Regions from separate parts of the Sus scrofa genome. Here region 1 is linked to region 2. A link is a contact called in public Hi-C data. All regions are on one chromosome and are shown on one strand. The core of a region is the stretch at or near the end of the contact, and the rest is flanking DNA. Distances in the headings are between cores, read along the strand shown. Region 1 has its middle 62 kb from the start of FOXN3. Region 2 overlaps FOXN3 (forkhead box N3).

Region 1 (6,876 bases), core at 303-2,802, 290 kb after region 2:
AAAGCAAGGGATCGGATGGTGAGGTCGGGGAATATACCCTTTACAGGGGGCCACCCCACAGTGTGAAGGGAATCCAGAGCTAGAAAAGTACCTTTCTGGGGTTAATCTTTCTTTTTAGTCTTCTGTACCATTCAGATCAGTTTTGTAAAACTCACATCAAAGTCACAGAAGCAGAGGTGGTTCTGAGGCTCCCCCCTCCCTCTAACCCATCCTTGGTCCAACCTGCCCAACCCATGCTTGTCCTTCCTACCAACCTCTTCACATCTCTGAACCAGTCTCACCCCACCCACCCACCGCGAAAAAAGGGCACCCCCAGCTCCCTGCAGTGCTGCTTCTCCAGTAGGAATCCAAGGTGTGATAACATCTCCCACAGCAGGGTGAGGGGGAGCTTCGTGCCCACTGCTGCCTCGATACAACTCTCTAGAGCATCCAAATTAGCGTTTATTCCTTGTGGTGGGTTCCACCTATCTGGTTGACCACTCCATCCTGGCACATTGTGCACCCAGCCACCACAGTGTTGAGTACATAGCAAGTACTCAACGCATGCTTGTAGAACAAAGGCCCCATTCCTCCAACCCCAACATTTTCTCTTTCCATTCTGCCAGATATCTACTATCTTAGGGTACAGTCACCGGGGCCTCATCCAATGCTCTTGGACATCGAACCTTCTCTTGCCGGAGCTCTTTGGCTTTCATCTCATGCCATGGCAGACGTCCTTTTGCAAGATCCCAAAAAGCTGGGACTCCAGAGATTCTGGGAACCTCAAAATAGTCACCTAAGAAAAGGTAGCAATGCTACATGCCATCGTGTTCATGGTTTGAGAAGCTACATCAAACTAATTACTGAACTGGAGCCAAAGACTTGAAGGAAAACAGAAGGAAATCTGTTGCCTTGAGATGTATCTTTCTTCTTCAAAGAACTCAGAGCTGCTCCCGTCGTACATGATGTTAGGATAGGCCTTGGGCCAATCATTGTGAAGAGCATCTGAAAAATCACTCAGAATTGTGTGCTCCGTTGTTTTGCAAAGGATATAACTATTTGTTTGCTTAAGTGAGGCGGTAGGGATTGCTGGAAAGGTTCTGTGAAGATATTAGCTAACCTCAAGTCCCCACCAGCAAACACAAGCATGCCGTTCACACACGGGGTCACAACCACCCACATCATCTCGGACTCACAGATATGAATAATGTATAAACGAGCTGAACCCCATTCCAACGAGCAAGAGACTTTAGCTCACAATGGAAATGTAAACACGACCTTTAGCTGAAGATAGTCTTTGACTCCAAAGGGGTCACATACACAATACAAACAAGGTCTTTACTGGGGCCTGCACGGGTCTCCAGGGGGGCTGTGCTGAAGTCTCCTAATGGAAGGGGTGGTAAGTCGTCGTGAAGGGGCTGATTCGAACACCCCATTTGCCGCGTGTTCCCAATGAGAACGCGACACGAGAGCCTCTTCATCTGAAAATCTTCAAGAGATCCTGCCTGGTCCATGAGGCTCCATGTCCCCTTCAGAGCAAAGAGGCCACACGGCTCCCATATTTACACAAAGGGGACAGTTTGGTCAGGAAGAACTCTGTAAAGTAGTGCTTGCGGATTAATCGAGTTAAAAGATAAGCCCAGTTAAAGGAGCCTCTTGCTTAAACAATACACAGGTGGAAAAATGAGTGAAATAAAGAAAGCGAAATTCAGGAGGTACCATCGCCAAATACACAACTTGTCATTTCTAATAAAGCAAGAAGGTGGAACTTGAGTCACTGAGCAAAATGCTCAATACCCAGTTAGGATCCACGGCCCCTGAAGAGCTACCTAATTACCCCAGAGATGAAGTCCCCGGGTGGCAGGTCCCCAGGGTCCTTTCCAGGCACCTCCATCATTCATCGGGAAGTCAGGGAAAATGAGTTATCTAGGTGAGGTTTGATGCTCCCAACTTTTCAAGGGTTGCTCAGATCTCAGAAATAAAGACTGGCAGATCAAGGGGGAAGCACAGACATGACCGTTTGGTTCATTAGAATCGTGGAGCTAAAATCTCTTTTTGCAGTTGTAAGGAGCCAGCGTCAATCAGTTTTCCAAACGGGAAAAGGAAAGTACCCTAGCCTTTACTGTAACAAACCAAGAGCCATACGAAACTCAAGCATGATAAAAGGCAGAACGAAAAAATAAAACTTGAGTAATTCCTCTTAAGTGACTTTCTTTCAATCCATTTTACTTTATTTTAGCAAGAAGAAAGTATGAGATTTGAGGCTCTGTCCATATGTTTGGTTGCTGTTCACTTTGATTTTTTGTTTACGTTTGTCTCAATTTTTTCTTTAATGGTAACAGCTGCATATGGACAAAATTCAAAAGGTTCAAAAGGATAAAAGCAAATAATCTTATCACCTGTCACCAGCCACCTAATTCCTTCCACTCTTGGGCAGTAAACACGCAAACAAAAAACATCAACTACTACCCAAATACTACCCCCAAAAATAGGGCTTGGGAGGAAAAAAAACAAACGAAATAAGGAAAACCCCCTAAAACAATGATCTAAATCTGGTGTATCCTTTCAGATCTAATCTATGCAAACATTAGCATTTCTTTCCTTTGTGAAAACACAAAAGAAATGTTTTTTTGTAAACTGTTCTGTACTTTGCATTTTTTTCCCTTAACATATCTTCAAGGTCATTCCCCATCAGTAAATACAGAGATGTCTTATTTGGTACAAGTGCAAGCACATCTGCAGGATAAACTTCAAGAAATGGAAGAGCTTGCCCCAAATATATGCATTTTCTTTTTCAATTAATATTACCAAGATGTCTTTCCCAGAGACGGTATCAAATTATACACCCCTCAGCAATGTCAGCCTCTGCCTCTCCCCACCTTGGCAAATACACAGCAGTATTAACATTTGAACATCACCAGGCTGACAGGTAAACACGATCTCTTAAAGTGTTAGTTTCTCCTTCTCTTATTAGCAGAGAGGGTAAGTAACATTCTCATATATTTAAGAGCCATTTAGTTCCTTTTCTGTTAATGACCTGTTCACATTTTAGGTGATTTTCCTACCACTTTCTCTTTCTTAAAAGGCAGTCTCTCTAGCAAATGCTATCCAAACTGGTCTTTTGTATAGTTCTTTGTAGTTGTTTAAGCCCATCCATATACGATCTAATGCAATAACTGCAATGAGCTGGGGAACAGGCATAAAAATATGATTCCCATTTTACCGCCAAGGACACCGAGGTTTTGATTCTTAGTAGGTTTGACCAAACAGCTCACAGAAGTTTGTAAACAGGACTAGCATTTGCGTAGCTTATCTTCCAGTCTAATGATCTGCTCGTGTCTGCTTACTATGTTCAAATGCCTCTTAGGAGTTCCCATTACGGCTCAATGGGTTAAGAACCTGACTGGTATCCATGAGGAGGCGACTTTAGTCCCTGGCCTCGCTCAGTGGGTTAAGGATCTGGCATTACCAGAAGCTATGGCACAGCCTGCAGATGCAGTTCGGATCTGGCATTGCTGTGGCTGTGTATAGGCCAGTCGCTGCAGCTCCAATTCGACCCCTAGCCTCGGAACTTCCATATGCTGCAGGTGTGGCCCTAAAAAGAGGAAACTTGCAGACATAAAAATTTGCAATGTGTATGTATTTACTGATGGAACAACAAAGATGGATATTAAAGACTTGCTTCGACTTCTCCAGACAACATCCATCTATCTATCTTAGCCAGGGGCATATGATTAAAACCTGCAAGGAAGGATCTCCACAGTATACAAAGGGTAGGGGGCAAAGAACAAGTGAGTTAGTACAGGAGAGAGGCAGTATGAAGTCAGAGGACAGGGGGCCCTGACTTGGTGCATGAACCAGGAAAGGAACAGTGCCAGCCTCAAAGTTGATAGGCAGCCGGTGGGTGGAGGTGAGCAGAGTCCCCTCTGCTGGGCTGGTATTGAGAGGCAGGCTCTGCTGTGTGGAAAGGACAGGGCTGAGCACTGGCCTCTTAGCACCTGGGGTGCTCAGCCAGGTAAACAAGACAGGAGATCTGGGCTCAGCAACAGAGTAGGGACCAGCTTGGGGAACCAATAAAAAGAACTAAGACTCAAGGTCAAGGTTGGACAAGGCAACAAGGATTCTGGAATGGAGATCCTTAAACACAGTCTCAGGTCAAGATCTAACCTAGGACTTGGGCAAGCCCCTCCCTCAGGGAAGCTGAGCAGCTTTAGCTGTGCAGTGAGTGAGAAGCGTGGGTCTGGAGCCCAGGGGTCCAGTGCAGCCAGCCACATCAGGGGCAAGGGAGGAAGCAGGCCGGCAGGGACCATCACCGTGGCTCCAGCAGGCCCTGGGAAGCCGGCTGGAGAGTGGGGGAAACAAGGGGGCAAGGTGGGGGCAACTTGATTTTTACTACCTGGCTGAGATGCTCCAATGCATCCCCTGCAACCTACTCACATATGAATAAGTTTAGATCTCCCTTAACGTGATACTTCTTCCTATTTATCACTAAAGAGTCTCGCTCACTCACATTCTCAGCGCTGGAGGAAGGCACAGTGCTACCAAAAGGTAATAAGAAAAGTGCAATTACACAGAGTTCCATCTGTGGCACAACGGGATTGGTGGCAACGCTGCAGCGCCAGGACACAGGCTTGATCCCCAGCCTGGCACAGTGGGTTTAAAAAATCTGGTGCTGCCGCAGCTTCGATGTAGGTAGCAGCTCTGGCTCAGATCTGATCCCTAGCCTGGGAACTCCATATGCCGCGGGGTAGCCAAAAAAGAAAAAAAGAAGGGCAAATACAGTCCGAGGACTCATTTATTTATACGATGTATCAGAACTTATGCACACAAATCTCATCTGAGATTTGTAAGTTCCCCTCTACACTGAGTAGAGGGTGTCAGGAATGGGGAAAGCTATTATTCTCTTTAGCTTTGGGACCTGGCACCAGCAGCTGAGGGGACAGAGGTGGTTTTATTGGCTCAAATATATCTTTTGGGGAGCAGGGGCTCTCCAAAAACAGTGAGGGGCTGCCACACTAGTCTCCCTTGCAAAAGCCAGTGAGGAACACTGACAAGGGGTGGGGCCAAGTTGTGGCCACATGCAGCCCTTGAGTCACCAGGGAAGGGATAAGGAGAAAAAACAAGGACCACTTCTCACACAGCCTCCAGACGGGGACCGTGCCCTGCCCCCGGTTACCAACACCATTCAGTCTTGGAGCAGAAGCGTGTGGCAGCAAAACTCTAGCCCGGGACTGCCACGGCTTTATGGACACTAGGAATCTTGTCACACGATTTGAGAAGTGACCCTGGTTTACAAGTTTGAGTCGCATGACTTTATAATGACCTACCATCATGGACCCCAAATGATAGGACCCTGCAAATATTACTTGCTCTCAAGTGATTTACCTTTTGTTACCCCTGAGGATAGTCAAGAGAAAAATAAAACCAGCTACACGGCTTACTGAAGGCATCCTGCAAGTGGACGATTGAGATAAAGCACTTCATACACACCGATTCGGCTCTGAATGCCAGAACTGACTTTCTCAAGGTCACACAGCCATTCGCTAGACATGCTGACATTGGAAACCAGGTCTCCCCTTCATAACTTTGCCCTATGGTCTCCAGATACAGCCTCAGTTCAGAAATGTCCAGATTATTTAAAACATGGAATGGAATTCCTGCTGTGGCACAAGAGGATCGGCAGTGTCTTGGGAGCACTGGGGCACAGGTTCGCTCCCCAGCCTGACCCTGTGGGTTAAGGATCCACTGTCACCACAGTTTAGGTCACAACTGTGCCTCAAATCTGATTCCCAGGCCCAGGAACTTCATATGCCTCAGGGCAGACGAAAAAGAAAAAAATAAAATAAAATAAAACAGGTAACAACCGCCATGCCCGTGCCTAGACCAATTGGAAAAGACACCGGCAGTAAATGACAGGTGCCTTCTGGCTGAAATCAGCCCTGCGTGTAACCTCCAGGGTGCAGGAGGAACAGCCTCAACTGATGCAGGGATGTTACCCTCCACCAGATTTGAAACAGAAAGCCAGACCAAAAATGTTCTGCGCCCCCCCCCGCGCCCCCATTTGGTAGAACAATTCTGCCCTCACATATGCCTTCAAAGGGTTACTATGAGAGCATTCCACAAAGCTTGACTCTGTCAAAACTACGCTCAATTAAACTAATAGAGGATGTTCCATTTCAAAACATGCCCCTGTTCCATCCTGATGAAGAAGTATCAAAAGAGAATGAATTTGGACCACTTTTAAATGATGACATCTGCATGACTGCAGCGATTCACCTATCAAACTAATTTAGGCTTAGAGCCCACATCAACACGGCTGTCAGAGAGTTGATTTCTATTCATTTTAAAACTTCCGGGCTCAAGAGTGATCCGTGGGAATTTTCATGTCATGGGAAAAGGGAGAAAAAAAGAGAATGGAGTTCTTCACCCAGCAACAAGATTGGAACTCACAATTTAGCCAGCGAGGGTTTACTGAGTGCCCCGTGCAAGGTTCCATCCTTCAAAAGGAGGACATTCCAAAGCACAACCTCCATGCTAATGGAGCATACAGTCCATCCAAAAACATTGACAATGAGGATGATAGACAACCATTAATATTGATTTCCTATTAAGCCATGGACTGTCCCATATGCTGTACTAAATTAAGCCTCACCAGGTGCCACTAATTGATAGGTCCATTTTACAGATGAGTAGACTGAGGTGCATTAAGAAATAAATAATTAAATAGTACTTCTCATAGATGAGTTTCGAATAATTTTAAGGTTCCATCTCCTCTTCTCCTCACAGAACCACAATGAGATAGGCAGTATCAGACGTGTCCCTTAGCTACACAACGTGGTAAGGGCAGAACCCTGAGGAGAAGGCAGGGTTTGTGGCTACTCACCTCCAATTTCTATA
Region 2 (6,673 bases), core at 3,350-5,849:
GTTAAGTGAGAGCCAGAAGGAGGAGCTACTTTGGGAATATCCCATTAAATTCCACCACAGACAAACTCACATTCAATGTCGCACATTCTTAAAACCCCAAATGAGGCTTCAAGCAAAACAAGAATGACCTCGGTCAAGAGGCAGCATCCAGACATGAGGTGTTTGAAGCTGTTTGGGGGTCTGGCAGCCTCTCATTTGTCCGACCCAGAATCTTTCTGTCTCAAAAACTAGAGCGACGGTGGCCACAATATTGACACACTCTGTAAGGTGGTGTTTGTCGTGGATCCTCCTCGCAGTCTACACTGAGTGCGCTCTTGTGCAATATTTCACCGGTCAGCCTCCCTTCACGGCGCTGACTCCATCTAGATAAAATCAGACTGATCAGTTTTCCCCATTCGGTCATGTGGGGTTTCTCCCCCTGCACGTGATAGGACTATTCAGGGAACCAAGGATGTGTTTGTAGGATACCAACGGTGTCGTTTTTCAAAGATTCCAGAACAGTGGTTCTTCTGAGATTTTAGGAGGTGATGGTGGCAGACAAAGACCCCAGGGGGTCCTGACCTTGTGTAATCTCCCTCCGTCTGAGTACAGATGCAGGTATTCCTGGCTTCTAGTCATAAAATCTGGCAAAGGCGATGGGTGGGGCAGTCACTCCCCAGGTCACATTCCATCCTATAGGACTGTGCTGGAGCAGACCGGAGTCAGAGGTTCTCTTGCTGACCATGAGGTCGCAACCCGATTGTGAGGGTCTGGGAGGGGGCCACGTGGCGGGGACTGTGCAGGTCTCTATCTGCTGAGAGGACTCTACCAGACAGCCAGCAAGGATCTGGCTGGCAAGGATCTGGATTCTGGCAGCAACTGTATGAGCCTGAAGAAGGACCCAACTCCAGAAGGGACCACAGCCCTGGGACACTTGCTGGCTGCCTGGTGCGACCCTGGACACGTCAAGTGGGGCCTGGACTCCCGACCCAGGGTGATTGTGAGGTGATAACCATATGTGCTGTTTGAAGATGCTGTTAGCGGTAACTTGCTATGCAAAAGTGAAAACCGATGCTGTGACGTGTCCTTTGGAACGTGACCCACAACAGTGCTCACCTCATGAACCCTGTGCAAGGGCAAAGCCAATTCAGACTCCGTCAAGGACTTCGTGAGATAAAAGAAGTAGAGAAACAAACATGCTCCCAACCCAAACAAGACTCCTGCGGCACCAGCATATGTTTGTGATTCTTTGGCTCTGACTGTGGGACTACACGCGCTCAGCAGACAAAACCCTCTTCTATCCCGGGGGCTGCGGGGTCACCTAAGTGGTATAAAGAAGGACAGTGGGGTCCATCCTTGCCCAGGTGCACACTGTAATCCCCCTCAGGCTGGAGATGGAAGACGGGCTGTGGGGACAAACAGGCTGCACTTGGGCAGGAGCCAAATGCGAAGACCCCTCACTAGGAGGAAATTGACTTGCAAGGCCTTGTCTTCAGTGGGCGTGAGGTCTCCCTGGCCCATCTGCTCTGCCAGGGATGGGATGCAGGACCAGAACTCAACTGGCCCTCCTGGTGCATATGGGAAGGATCGGCTCCGGAAGGCCAAGGCCCTTGGCTTTGGGGCCTGGAGTCTCACCAAGGTAGCTAGTAGCTTGACTGGCCCCTCCTGCCAGAAGCTCTGCAGTGAGAGAGTCTTGGGGCAAAGTAAGGCAGCTGATGCTGTGAAACTGCGAGTCCAAACCACGAGTATCAAGGAAACCCATGCCTTTCCATTGTGGTACCTCTGCTGTCCTAGGCAACCAAGGAGGGAGGGACATCCCACCACATTAACATGTAGCTCACGAGAGCCTGCATATCCTTTATCTTCCCCAGGAGCCCGTGAACCCCTCTAAGGCAGGGATAATGCCCCTTGCGTTTCTGTACGCAGGGGGACCAACACAATGCCAGGCATGGGGCACTCGGAAATGATGGCCCCTAACCCTGCTCTGTTTCTTTCCCCACCTGCTCATCTCCTGCTCCCTCCCTCTGTGATGAAGGCCTGGCTGCCTGAGACTCGATTGCGGCTGCAGCATGACCAGCTGTGCGACTTTGGGCCAATCACTTCACCTCTGGGAGAGTCACTTTCTCCCCAGGGGATTGGTCACAGTATCTACCTCATAGACTATGTGGGGTTCGATATATGATATATGGCTGAGACCCATGCCTGGCACAGAGCAAGCTCCCCTGAAGTGTCAGCTACTGCCGTCATTCGGATGACCACTTCTTTTTTGATTTATTAGATGGACTGTTTCCCATTCTGTCTCCCTCGCAAGGCTCCACAGGCAAGGACTGGTGTCCCTTTTCTTCACTGATGAATCCCAAGCACCAAGAACTGTGCCAGGCCCCCGGTAAATATTTATAAAATAAATAGATGAACCTAAGTTCTTGGATGGTAATGGCCATGTCGTCCCCTATGTTAAATGGGTCCGACATCCTTACACCGTTGGGCCTTGTCTCCCAGTGCAAATGAAAGTTCTCTGCCTTTTGTTGAAAATAATAGCTTCCATTTATAAAGTACTTTCACATCTGTTTTCTCATTGGAGCCTCCCAGTGTCCCGGTAATAAATTCCCATGGTGCCTCTTGGAGGAGCACATGCCCAGCAGCTCTGCAAAAATATCAGGACTTGAGGTTGATGGTAATGACAGCATCCCGCCTCATCTCACCTGTGAAAGGCCATTTATTACTTGAGGAGGCGGCGCCAGGCTGCCTAATAGTTTTCATTGCTTTACGTCGGGATGATTTTCTTGTTGCTGCTAGTCTGCTAAACAAACAAACAAACAAAGACTACCTGCTTTTAATTTGCTACCTCCCCCACTGCTATTTTACAATATATGTTTTTTTCTTGCCCAATTAAGCAAACAGTACATGTTCACCCTAGAAAATCTGACTTAAAGAATGAAGGGTATAAAGAAGAAAACTGAAATCACCCACAGCCCCATTCGGTGTTAGTACTTGCTTCGTAGGAAGTATCTGAAGCAAAATATTACTCTTTTGCAGAAGGATGTGAGCGTGGCTTCTGGCCACAATGAATTCTGGGAGTGGAGAGCAGTCCAGGCCTCGGGGGGTGGGTGGGGGGAGCTGGTGGCAGTAGCGAAGGAGTCTGAGCTGGAGGGTGGCTGAGAATACAAAAGAGTGGGAGGCGTTCCCTGGTGGCCCAGTAGGTTAATGACCTGGTGTTGTCACTGCTGTGGCTCAGGTCACTGCAGGGGCGCAGGTTTGATTCCTGGCTCAGGAACTTCTGCATGCCACGGGCAGGACTCCCCAAAAAGAGTGCACTGGGTCCAGGTCCCAGTGGGTCGGGAAGGGACAAAGTGGGGATCTGATCCAATGTGGCCGGCAGGGTGAAAGGTGTGCGTGCCCCTGTGGTTCCACTGACTGGAGTTTTTTAAGAGCAAGACGTGAGCTCCACTCTGGGGACAACAGCTGTTAGAAGGTTCCAGCAGACACGTGGGGTCCCGGGCTCTGGAAGGGGCAGACACAGAAGCCTCGCATCTGCAGTCAAAGAGAGGTCAAGCAAGAGCATGGCTGCCCACAAGGTCCTGTTTTCTGGGTCCGTGTTGTCTCCCTAATAGTGCATCCGAGCTGGGACACAGGAGAGAAATGTCTGTTCTGCCTTCTTCCAAGACTGGTGGGTGGGAGCAGAGCAACCGCAGGGTAACTGGTTCCCAGGTCTGCTCAAATCAGTTGGCCTGGGGGCCACCAATCATGGCGACTGAGCTCATATTAGAAATAACTGGTGTGTGGGGGGGGTCAAGATAAAAGCAGGTGGTAGCAGTTACTCTGGAGACAGGTAAGCCCAGTGTTTCAGGAAAGTGTGGACTGACGTCTCAAGAATCCTACCTGCCCTCAGGTTATAATCTTTCCTAATTGTACCTGGGCGAGGTCTGGGAAAAGTCACAGGGGCCACCTCATGGCAGCCATGAAAGTCCCTACCGTATTGTACTTTTCCATATCCAGGTCTTTTCCACAGCTAAGATTGCTTCCTGCTTCTGACCAGCTAGAGATATGGGCTGAGGCCCGAAGGTTCAAAAGAAGCCAGAATCTGAAAGTCTCTTCTTTCAAATTGCTCATCTGTAGGGAGCTGCATGTGTCTGAATCCCATTTTAAATTCTTCATACACAAGCGGTTCATATTCACATAGCTCATGCTGCACACGGTATTACCGACAACCAATAGATCCCATGTGCTCTCATCAATAAAATTACCGCCTCGGCTCTTACAGGAAACTGAGCTGTTGCGATCTTCTTTTGCTGTTTTAATCGATGCGAACCAGGGCAAGAAAAAACAGGGCCCTTAATTATATAACCGGGAAGGATTATATAACAAAGGTCCTGATGCAACGTTAACTGTGTCTGTGCCAACGAGGGCTGAAAGAACACATCTTTTTGGAAGTAACATGAGCCGTCGAGAGTTGTGCAAACCATCTTTCAATATTGGTTTAACTAATCCCATTTACTCACCACCAACAAAAATCTCTGCTCCTCTAACCTTGTTTTTTCCACGGCACTGGATGAAGCAACCCCATTTCAGGGTGACGGTTTGTTAAAGTGACAGCGCACCAGCACGTGCAAGACATACAGGGGGACGTGAGACGAGTGCATCCATTCCTCCGTGAGGCTGGTCTCCAGCGCCAGGCACGGCAATGATCACTTCGTAAGGGCTGCTAAGGCCACTTCTGGATTTCGAAATGGCAGGACGCTGATCATCTGTGACAGGAGCATTTGCGCGGAGAGACTTTCGAGAGCCACACAGCACTTCTTTGTTGGCGGAGCCCAAGAAACAATAAAAGTAACAACCAAAATAACAATAATAAACCCCTCTTCCTTTCAAAGTGTGCTGCCAAGCAAACCGATTGCTCTCTCTTCCTCCTTTACGTCTTCCTGAGAGAGATGACGTTCCAGGCCGCTCAGCACAAAGGACACGCACGCAACGTACCCTGTAGGTGACATTGCTTGGAACCTTTAGGAGAGAGGTTGATTCAAAGCTACCAAGATGCTGCTGTCATGAATCTACCCGGCGTTCTGCACTCGTGATTTAAACCAAGTCTTGAAAAGATGAAATTCACCGAAACAACATTAGTGGCTCTATTTCGACCTTCAAAAGGACAGGAAACTGCGGACAAGGCTAAAAGTGCAACTTGGTGGTGTCTGAAGTCATATAATAGCTGCCGGTTTTATAAATTCTACCCCCTGCAACACATGAACTGGAACTTTCCATCCATTTGAGGCTGGGTGGATTTTTTTTTTTTTTCCAATAACAGAGTAAAACTAAATACCCTTGGGACTTCTATTTTAAAGTTGCATAAACTTAGTCTTTCAAATCCCTTTGCTGAAGGTCAACGGGTTCCCCTTTTTCAATTCTTTAAAAAAAAAAAAATCCCTTTCCCCTGCCCCAGTAAATAAAGAAGAGTCAGTCATATCAAGTTAAAATTCTTGGCCCACCCCAAACGTTCCAAAGTCAAAACCACAGATTCTAGAGTTCCTTCAGAAATCTTAGGTGTGGGGGTGTGAGATTTGAAGTCCGAATTCAAGTCCTGACTCTTAGTAGCAGAGTGGCCTTGGATGGGTCACAGGACACTTCCCAGGGCAGCTGATCATCTGGCAGGAGGAAGAGCTGGAATAAATGTCCACCCAAGTCTTTTGCCCTCAAACCCTTGGTTTCCTGTCTACCCCAAGTGTTTAATGGGAACCACATCACCATTGGCTCTGCCTGCTTACTTCACCCTCTGGCACCACCTCACTGTCCTCCAGGAGGATCCCAGCGACCTCAGCCTGTCAGCCAGAAAACCGAGGACCCCCTCTGGTGATCAGATACCCCCAGCAAAGAGCATCTATTAGCCACTGATGTGACCTCAACAGGCACACGTGAACTTTCCCGACAACCTGAGGCCGTCTGGGTAGAATCGTAGTCCAATTCCCCCAGAGCAGTGTTGGGTATAAACCAGGCGTGTTAGTTTCTAGGGCTGCCCTAACCAAGAACCACAAACTGGGTAGCTTAAGATAACAGGAATGGATTGTCTTAGAGTTCTGGGGCTAGAGAGCCAAATCATGGAGTTCTTCCCAGGTGCGTCTGGGCCTAAATTTCCCTTTTTTAATAAGGACACCAGGCACAGTGGATCAGGGCCCATCCTCACAGCCTCATCTTGATGACAAGATGCAAACTGACTCCATCTGTAAAGACCCTGTTTCCCCATAAGGTCACATTCCCAGGTAACTGGGGCAGGGGGAGGATGGAAGCGGGGTAAGGACTTCAACATATGCTGTGGGGGGTGCAATTCAACTCACACCGCTAGACGGGCAGGCAGATTTTGAAGTCTAAACTCAAGGGCACCAATGAATGGGGGGATGACCACAGCCCACTTTCGGAGAAGTGGAAGGAAAACTGTCAGTGGGGAGACATTATGGTTCTCGTGGTTGTGTGGGGAAAAGATGTTTATTTTCGAGGGCTGGCCAGGTGAGCACTGGTGAGGAAAGCGCTGCTCTGTGCTGCATTCCCTGGATGTGCGGACACTTCCCCCTCTGAGCCCACCCAGTCCCCACTGCCAGCCGTGCCACCCCAACCCCCAACGGCTGAAATCCTCATACTCTTGAAGCGCCAGCTCAAATTCCACCAGCGGAAAGCCAAGTCGCCTACATGTGACCTTTGATGGCCCCGT

The links. A called contact is a pair of places that touch in the nucleus more often than the background predicts.
Region 1: a contact with region 2 is called in a Hi-C map of fetal liver, with 1.4 times the contacts expected there. The contact joins two enhancer-like sites. A contact is called at or near these places in 2 of 47 Hi-C or Micro-C datasets (fetal liver and heart right ventricle).

The regions. Positions count from the first base shown.
Region 1 is chr7:111,399,434-111,406,309 of Sscrofa11.1, forward strand. It overlaps a transcript of FOXN3 not described here. Among named protein-coding and RNA genes, the nearest start is that of FOXN3, 62 kb to the left of the region's middle. Within about 2 kb of position 1,553, at least 3 of the 83 cell types and tissues checked have an H3K27ac peak or open chromatin away from gene starts, as enhancers often do. A contact at or near this core is called in fetal liver, where this site is marked.
Region 2 is chr7:111,110,807-111,117,479 of Sscrofa11.1, forward strand. All of the region lies in intron 4 of FOXN3 (forkhead box N3), which reads right to left. Among named protein-coding and RNA genes, the nearest start is that of FOXN3, 230 kb to the right of the region's middle. Within about 2 kb of position 4,600, at least 10 of the 83 cell types and tissues checked have an H3K27ac peak or open chromatin away from gene starts, as enhancers often do. A contact at or near this core is called in fetal liver, where this site is marked.